Regions from separate parts of the Pan troglodytes genome. Here all the other regions are linked to region 3. A link is a contact called in public HiChIP or PLAC-seq data. All regions are on one chromosome and are shown on one strand. The core of a region is the stretch at or near the end of the contact, and the rest is flanking DNA. Distances in the headings are between cores, read along the strand shown. Region 1 holds the start of NTN3 (netrin 3). Region 2 holds the start of ATP6V0C (ATPase H+ transporting V0 subunit c). Region 3 holds the start of ABCA3 (ATP binding cassette subfamily A member 3).

Region 1 (2,925 bases), core at 269-2,768, 130 kb after region 3:
CCCATGCCTACTGGATGTTTGCCTCAGGAGGACAGGGGTGCTATCCCCCCTACCCCGGCCAGGCCCTGATGGGAGCCAGACGTGCACTGACTCAATGATCCACCAATCCCGGGGGCCAACCCAGAGGACAGTGGTGTCCTGGAGCAGGGAGGCGGCCTAGGTAGCTTTGTGGGGGTCCTGAGGAGGCCCCAGCACAGGAGTCCAGGGCGGGAAAGACAAGCCGCCTCCTCGGACTAACGCCCGCCCACCCCGATTCCCCGCCAAAACCCAGAGGTAGCGGCTGACTCCTCGGGCTCCCGGCTGGCGTCACCGCCTCTGGAGCCAATGGGCTCTGACGTGGCGAGCCTGGAACGCCACTGGGACTGCGGCGGGCGTCCACACCACCCACCGAGCGCGGCCACCGCGTTGGCGGCATGAGCGCGCTGGAGCCTCCCCCAGCGGCGCCCGCCTCGCCCCCCGGGCCGGGTCTGGCGCACCCGGAACCCCCCGGGGCCCTGCGCGCCCTGCTCTTGGCCACCGGCGGCGCTGGGGGCTCGTGGCCTCGCTGCATTCTGCCGTTCGGTGCCGTGGCCGTGCTGGCTGGTGCGGCTGCCACGGCCATCACCTTCTCGCTGCGGGGACCCCGCCTGGACCTGGCCCAGGGCTCGTCGCTGGCCGCGCTCAGTGCGGGCCTGGGGCTTCTGACCGCCGCCTTCCTGTGCTGGCGCGCTCGGCGGAGGCGAAGGGCCGGGCGCAGGGAGCCGGGGGCGCCCTGAGCCGCGGGCGAGACCCCCTCCCATCGAGGTCACCGCGAGCCGGCCGCCCCGCCCTCCAACGTCGCCCCGGCCGGGCGGGCGCAGTGCCAAGCGCGGTCGCAGAGGCCGCCCCCCACACCCCATCCCCAAATCGTTTCTTCTGGAACCCTTTGCGCAGAGAAGGCCACCGGCCGTTTCCCTCCCTCCCTCTCTGCTTTCCCTCTCTTCCCTCCTCCGTCCAACGTCGCATTTCAGCTTTTGACTTGGCGCGCAGAGCTGGCGCGACCGCAGAGCGGCCTGGCTGGGCAGCGGTGTGCGAGGCTGGGGGATCGACCCGGCGCGAGGGTGCTGGGTGCAGGGCAGCGCGACGCGGGCTCGGCCACACCACCCGCCGTTGGGAGCCGGCGCTGTGTCTGCTCCTGGGCTGTCTGCCTTCGGAGCTCGGTTGGAAACCCCCCGAGGCATAATAGGCGCTCGATAAATGTGCAATAGGTGAACATGTGGTGGCTTGCAGGCGTCTGGGGGGAGACAGCAGGTTCTGGGCTGGGCAGGGAATTATTGGATCAACGGGCATCTTACAGGAAAGACTCTCAGCTCCCTGCCGCCTAGGACTGTCCAGCCCATCTATGCCCTCTCCCCAGCCTGTGCCCCAAAGCTGGAGCTGCCACTCTAGGGGTGAGGGGTGGGGTGGGGAGGGGGAGGCGAAGCACTGCGGCCTGAGTTGCAGGTGGGGGGAGGGGAGGCGGAGCTTCTTTGTTGCAGAAGGTGCCAGGAGGGGGCAGGGCCAGTGGAGAGGTGGGAGGTGGGAGAGGCCCCAGCCAGGGGCTGGGACAGGTGGCTGGGTCCCTGGGGAGCAATAAGTCCCGCTTGGGCGCTGTGGGGAGGCCCTTCCTAACTCCCAAACACCATCTGTGAGGGCTGGGGGTGGGGGCAGAGTAGCGTGTGCAGAGGACTGTTCCTGGGGAGAGGCCCTGTGACCAGCGGCCTCCTCCCTGGGGAGCTGGTGGTACAATGGCCCTCTGGGCCCACGGCCTCCCGCCGCTGCTGCTGACCCAGATGAACAATTGGGGCAGGGCTGAGCCCCAGGCACCTACTTTCCCCCACCCCAGAAGCCACCAGACGTTCTGCAGACCCCAGTCCTGGCTCACAGGGAAGCTGAGCTGGAGACAAAGCCAGCCCCTCTGATGAGGGTGGAAGAGGCTGCTGGCCACTGTCCCTCTTGCAGCCTGGCTGGCAGCCAGTCTGGCAGTGGCCCTGACGTCCAGAGACAGCTTGGGTTTCCCCAGAGGCTTGTCTCTGGCCAGTGGGACCCCTCTGTCAGGCCTGGGCTTTTCTCTCCACTGTCCCAGAATGATGATCTCAGCCCCCATAGTCCCCCCAGGGTTCCTCCCACCCTTAGGGTGGGGTGTCGGGGGGTGGGGGTTGGGAGCCAGAAGGACCTTGAAGAGGGTGGTTGGGACGTTTCAGGTTCTAAGCTTGACCCACAGAGCAGAGCGTGAGCCCCGTCAGGTTGAGGTCCCTCAACTTGTAAAGGACACAATTCCCATTTTCTTTATCAGGAAGCTGAGGGGCAGGGGCCCTGTGGCAGAGAGAGAGCCCCTTAGCCCTCTCTGTTCAGTCCTCCGGTGCCCCCATCTCTGTGCATCTGTGGCTGTCACATGCAGTTGTGTGGCAAGGAGAAGGTGCCCACCAGCCAGTGTCAGTTGCTCCAGGAGGCAAGCCAGGTGCCCTATCACCCTGTCTTCCCGTTCCTCCCCTCCATGGTCAGGCCCTCCTGCTCCCTCCTCTGGTCCTTCAGTTTCCCCTAGGAGGCTTCCGTGTCCTCCTGCCCCTCCTCTCCCAAACAGCGTGATGCGTCTGCCTCTCCATTCTCTTCCTCCTGGTCCTTGCTCATCTCTGGTTGTGTCCAGGGTAGCACCCACGTGGCCTCCGCCACCAGCTGCAGGCCTGGCCTCCCATCTGAAACGGGGCATTCAGGCCTCGATGCTGGCCCTGCAGGGAACTTGTTCCCTGCCCCTCCCTGGGATGCTTGGCCTCCTCTGTCAAGGACCTGAAAGTCGGAGGGGAGGAGGTTTCTCTGACCAGAGCTGTTCCTGGACCCTCTTTGGTGGTGTCGCTCCCAGGCACAGCTACCCCATCCCCAGCTAGTCCCCAGGCCACCCAGCTGGGCTTCTGCCTCAGTTTCCCTGCC
Region 2 (2,702 bases), core at 72-2,571, 170 kb after region 3:
CCAGTGACCTTGGCAAGGGCAAGGAGCTGGGGAGGGAAGGGCAGGTGAGGAGGTGGAGACAGAGTGAAGATTCCTCTTCTCAGAAACAAGGGCCGGGCAAGAAAGAGGGAGGAGCAGAAAGGGCCTCTGGCCATATCTGTTGCCTCCTCTCCTTTGAACCAGGACAGACTTAGGGACTTTCACGGGCTGCAAGTTCCAAGAGTGGCAGACCCAGGCTAGCCTGGGGAAGGGGCTTGAGGGAGGCTCCTGCTGGGGAAGGTGGGGCTGAGTCCAGCAGGAGGGCCAGACCAGGGGCCATGACCCCATTGCCTACGTAGAGAAGGTGGTGAGCCAGCATCCAGGCTACTCAGGGAGAGCTCTAACCCAGGATGAGGCCTTAGAGCTCAAAGGACACTCAGGCCTGGTGGCAGCTGCCCAGGGCCCCTGAAAGGGGGAATGGAGATCAGGCAGAGGGGGTGCCAGGGACTGCCACACAGGATCAGTAGGGCAGCGCCAGCCCTGGCTGGGCTGCTTTCACAGCTGCGGGAAGCGCTCCAACTGCTCCAGAAAGACAGAAAGATGGCCCTGAAGGTGCAGGATTTGCGTGCGTGGGTGGCTGCAAGGACAGGTGGGAGGACCAGGACGCCAGAACGTGCAGAGCCCGGGGGGCCTCGAGAGGTCGCAGTTCCGACAGGGCTTCCACCAGTCATGCCTACATCTTGAGGGACAGAGACACACCCCACTAATGTTTGGGTCCCTGATGCAAAGGCAGAGACAGGTGCGGGGAGGGGGTCCTTTTTCTCCGAAGCGAGAGGTGAAGTCACCAACCGCTTGGTCAGAGGCAGTAGGTCTGGGTCTGGAGGAGACTGGGGACAGGGTGGAGGGAGGTGACCGCAGCCACGGGCTGGGACTTCACAGGTGTGGGCTGGGGGCTTTTCCGGACGCTGTGGCAGAGGAGGCCCGCGCGCCGCACTTCTGCTGGGACCCTTAGCTCGCCCAGGATTGGTAGGGAGATCCTGGAAGACCAGCGCCCGGAGGAGTGAGGCCCCGTCTTGGGGACAAGGCCGCGAAACCACGGCCTGCAGCTGCACGCCAGGGGTACAAAGAAAAGCGTCGCCGGGAACCGAACACCTGCAGACGACGCGCAGCCGCAGAGGAGGCGGGGCGCCGAGGCCCCGCCCCGTATGCTAATGAAGCACACACCACACCGCCCCGCCCCGGCGCGAGACCGGTCCAACGCTGCGGAGATCCAGAGGCCGGCGGCGCCCGGAAACACCCGCGGAGGCCAAGGCGGGGCGGTGCCGGGCGCCGGGGCCGGGTCGCTGGGCGGGCGGCACAGCCCGGGGGAGGTCAACGGGCCGGTCGGGCGTCCCGGGGACGCGTCTCCCCCACGGTGCGAAGTGGTACGGCTCGCAGGGGCGGGGCCCAGGTCATGTGACGCGGACGCGGCCGCCATTTTGTTCTGCGGTGCTGGTATTTAGAGCGCAGCGGCTGACGGGCCGGATCGCCTTCGCCGCCGCCCGCCCGCAAACCTTCGTGCCCGGCCCGTCCTCGCCCCCGCCTCGGCCCGCAGAGCTTGCCCCCTCCCCACCCGCAGACATGTCCGAGTCCAAGAGCGGCCCCGAGTATGCTTCGTTTTTCGCCGTCATGGGCGCCTCGGCCGCCATGGTCTTCAGCGGTGAGCGCGGCGGCGGGAGGGACTCGGGGGCGGGGGCGCGCGCGTTGCTCATGCCCGCAGCTCGCCGGGGTCCGGTGTGTGACGTCACTCTGACGTAATCCCGAGCGGTCGGGGGCGCCCGGGCCCCGTGTGACAGCGGGCGGGGGTCGGCGCCCCGAGGGCTGCGGGGAGCCGCCGGGGGTCAGGGGCGCAGGGCGTGCGGGCTTGGCCGGGGTGTGAGTCTCGGGGGTCCGGGCCGGCGGCCCTGCCAGCCGGGTCGTGCGGTTGCGGGGGTGGGGCGGCGGCGCCGCTGCCATATTAGCCCCGGGAGCGGCGAGAGGGAGGCTGGGGTGGGGGCGCGAGGGGGGCGGCGCGAGGGGGGCCGATTCTGCGGGCAGGTGACATCACACCTCGAAGGCCCCAGTGCGCGGGCGGCGGCGCGGGTCCGGCCCAGGAACGCCCAGCCGGTCGCTGGAGCTTTCCGGCTGGTGGGGAGCCCATGTCCCCCACGGGAGGTCCTCAGCCCTCGCCCTTATGGCGGCCGGCCCCGGGGGTCAGGTGGGTCTCACCCACAGGCAGGTACTTCCGGTTGGAGCTGGTTACGGTTGCCCAATACCCGTGTCGCTGTGTAGGCTGTTTGGGAAAGCTGGGCTGAGGGCTTGGTTCGGAGAGCCCGCGGAGACCCGGGTGGGAGTGTGTGGAAGTGGAGGGAGCGGGGAGACAGCAGCATCGGCGCTGGCGGGGCTGTGTAGCTTGCAGAGGGGTCTGTGCTCTGAGGTGGGTGAGAGGGTGGCATGGGTGTCCGAGTTTATGGGATCCAGTCGTTGCCCTCAGGACTGAGGCTTCCAGTTCTGGTCCTAATGAATGGAGGGGTGAATGAATGACCTTCCTTTCCTTCCCTGAGGCCTGAAGTTGGGAGGGGCTTCCCTGGGCTTGGAGAAGGGGCCTTCTAGGGTTCTTGGTGGCACCCTGCTTTTGAAATTGGGCCTTGACAGGTCCTGGGCGTCCAATTTAGTGACAATTGGTCTCCCTGGGAGAATGGCACTTGGGCTAGGGCTAGGCCCAG
Region 3 (2,700 bases), core at 132-2,631:
AGAGTTAGCAAAGGTTCAATTTAAAAGAAAAATTATCTAAGAAGTTAAAAATGAAAGTGTGGGGGAGATTCCCATGACATCCATTTTTATCTATTTTTCCCTTTCTCTTACATTTCCCACGAGGCAAACTTTCTAAAACAGTCTTAGTCTTTTCAAGTTTACAAAAGGCAGCACCCAGACTATCTGAATAAAATGACGGGATGCCCGGGAGAAGAGTGAACCTCTCCCACGTGCTCCCTGCTTGGGCTCCATGCTGTCGCGGGGTCTCGGCTACTCACTCAGCGGGCATTTCTGGAGTTCCAGGAACACAAACCCCAACAAGATCCAATCGATGCCTTCCCGGAGTGCACAGTCCAGCACGTAACCCGGAGAACAAGCGGCAATTACCCCCTGAGGACATGGCTTCATCTGTGCGACAGACACCAAGCACCTTCCCCACGCCCCTGACCATAAGGCCGTCCCGGCCCTTCTGAAGCGTGGAGCCGGCTAGGAACAGAGCCAAGACACACGGACGCGATGCACACAGACGTCCTGACGGAGGGCGCCGAGAACGCGGCCCCGGCGACTGCCACAAGCCACTCCGCCTGGACTAGCGGCTCCCCTTTCCCGCTCCCACACAGTGGACGGCGCAGCAAACGCCCGCCGCGGACCGTGGGCCTTGGATTCGGATTTGGAGGCTCCTCGGAACCAGGGGGTGGGAGCAGGCGGAATCCAACCCGGGCGGCTTTGCCACCGCGCGCCCGGCATCCCTGCGGCCGGAAAGCGGCGCCATCTCCGCAAGTGCGCGGCAGACGCCTGCATCCCTCGGGCCCGGGGCTGTCGGTCGCTACATATCCACCTTCTGGGCGCACACAGAGGGCCCGGGCCGTGCCGAGTCTCGGCAGGGTTGAGCTTCCCCGCGCGGCGCGGGTTCAGGCACTGCCCGCAGTGCGGGACACGCCCAAGGCTCGGATGGGAGCCGACGCTGAGGGAGCGGCACCTGCAGGGAGCACCCGGAGCCGAGGCCGCGGCGGGAGGGGCGGGCGCGGCCGGCGGGGATGCGGGGTCGCGGGAGGGGCCCGCAGGCCAGGCCGGAGCTGGGGGCGGCCCGAGGCCCGAGGTGGCCGGCGAGGGTGGGAAGGGCGGACCCGGGTGGGGACCGCAAGCCCCGGGAACGAGGGCGCGAGCGGCGGGTCCCGGCGGCACTCACCGAGCCTGGGCGCCGGGGCGGCGGCGGCCGGCGCGCGGCCCTCTCGCGGGGTCCCCTCCCTCGGCCACCCGGGCTCCGCTCCAGCCTCGCAGTGGCGGCGGCAATGACAGCTGCGTGGCCGCCCTGGAGGGGAGGGTGCGCCTGCAACCCGCTACTGGCGGACGCAGCGGCCGCTCCGGCTCCTGCAGGGGGCGCCGTGGATGGCGCGTGCGCAGTCGGCCGCCCCTGCAGGTGCCCGGTCCACCCCCGGCCGCCTCGGCCGCTCCGGCCAGCCCAACCCCGCGCCTGCGCGGTGCCCCCTGCATGTCGCCCATGCCCGGCAGAGGGCGCTCTGGGTTGCGCGTGCGCAGTCGGCCACCCTGCGAGTACGCGGTTCCCACCCGGCCGCGCGGCAGCCCGTGCCTGCGCACTGCTCTGTGCCCGCGCCTATGTCCAGCAGGGGGCGCGCAGCGGCGGTAGCCGAGCGAGGGCGCGGTGGCCTCTGACAGGAATGACTCTGCGCACGTGGGTTTCACAGCAGTGGAAGTCTTCACACCCGGAAACTCGACTTTGGCCGTTTCTCCATTTCTCCTTACGCACTGTCTTTCCTTGGGCCCTCGTCACTCCTGGCACCGAGGGAAGGGCTTCCCCGCCTCTGGCAGGGCGCTGGGGCGCGACCGAAGGCAAGGCGGCGGCGAGGAACCTTCTGGAATTCGGCCGTCGGGGCAGGCGTCGAGTTTACAGGAGAAGGCGCGGTGTCCCGGGATGAGCGGAGTCGCCCTCAGTTAAGGAGCGAGGAAGGCCTCGGGGGTCCCCAGCCGGGTAGGAGTCACCTCAGGCAGGAGGGCCCGGCCTTGTCGGGGTCACCTGGCGGGAGGGTCCCGGGGTGGGGCGGGGCCGCCTGTGAGGAGGGTCCAGAGAGGGTCGGGGTCACCTGAGGGGAGGGTGGGGGCGTTCGGGGAGGGTTGGGGTCACCCGACGGGATGGTCTGGGGAGGGTCGGGGTCACCTGAGGGGAGGGTCGGGGAGGGTCCGGAGAGGGTCGGGGTCACCTGAGGAGATGGTCCGGGGAGGGTCGGGGTCACCTCACGAAGCGAGCGGAACGGGGTCACCTGGAGGGAGTGTCCAGGGCGGGGGCCCTGCAGGGAGTCGCCTGCAGGGAGGGTCCCGGGCGTGTCACATTAGGCGGTCCCAGGGACGGGTCGCGGTCTAACGGGAGGGGAGTGGGGAGGTGGGTCGGGGTGTCCCTGGGCCGGACCGGGTCGTGGGACTGGGTCGCCCCAGGCAGGAGAGCCTGGGAGGGGCGGGCCCCCTTGGCGTGGCAGGGAGAGGTGGAGTGAGGGACTCCCGGGCTCCAGCATGAGGGCGGGCGCCGCGCGGGGCCGACAGTTGCCGCGGGCCGGGGCCAATGGGTCCCCGAGCGCCGCCAGCGGCCGGACCACAGTGAGGTGCGTCCGTGGTCCCGGCGCCCCGGGTGAGGGAGGGCTGCTGCCGGTCCTGCCACTGGGAGCCGCCTGCGACCCGCACCGCCAG

Evidence for each region. HiChIP or PLAC-seq counts read pairs in DNA pulled down with a chosen protein or histone mark.
Region 1: an H3K4me3 HiChIP or PLAC-seq map of stem cell-derived excitatory neurons shows a contact between it and region 3, with 2.6 times the contacts expected there. The contact joins the promoter of NTN3 here to the promoter of ABCA3 in region 3. A contact is called at or near these places in 1 of 7 Hi-C or Micro-C datasets (induced pluripotent stem cells) and 1 of 1 datasets of contacts at active chromatin or transcription factors (stem cell-derived excitatory neurons).
Region 2: a contact with region 3 is called in an H3K4me3 HiChIP or PLAC-seq map of stem cell-derived excitatory neurons, with 4 times the contacts expected there. The contact joins the promoter of ATP6V0C here to the promoter of ABCA3 in region 3. A contact is called at or near these places in 1 of 7 Hi-C or Micro-C datasets (stem cell-derived neural progenitor cells) and 1 of 1 datasets of contacts at active chromatin or transcription factors (stem cell-derived excitatory neurons).

Annotation. Positions count from the first base shown.
Region 1 is chr18:5,079,778-5,082,702 of NHGRI_mPanTro3-v2.0_pri, forward strand. It overlaps NTN3 (netrin 3), which reads left to right and starts at 1,519. Exons shown (of 6, transcript XM_003314927.6): 1 at 1,519-2,925.
Region 2 is chr18:5,124,869-5,127,570 of NHGRI_mPanTro3-v2.0_pri, forward strand. ATP6V0C (ATPase H+ transporting V0 subunit c) reads left to right here and starts at 1,322. Exons shown (of 3, transcript XM_510748.7): 1 at 1,322-1,657. The coding sequence starts at 1,579.
Region 3 is chr18:4,951,899-4,954,598 of NHGRI_mPanTro3-v2.0_pri, forward strand. It overlaps ABCA3 (ATP binding cassette subfamily A member 3), which reads right to left and starts at 1,382. Exons shown (of 33, transcript XM_016928621.4): 1 at 1,190-1,382. It overlaps LOC134808729 (a long non-coding RNA gene), which reads left to right and starts at 1,456. Exons shown (of 2, transcript XR_010152235.1): 1 at 1,456-1,990.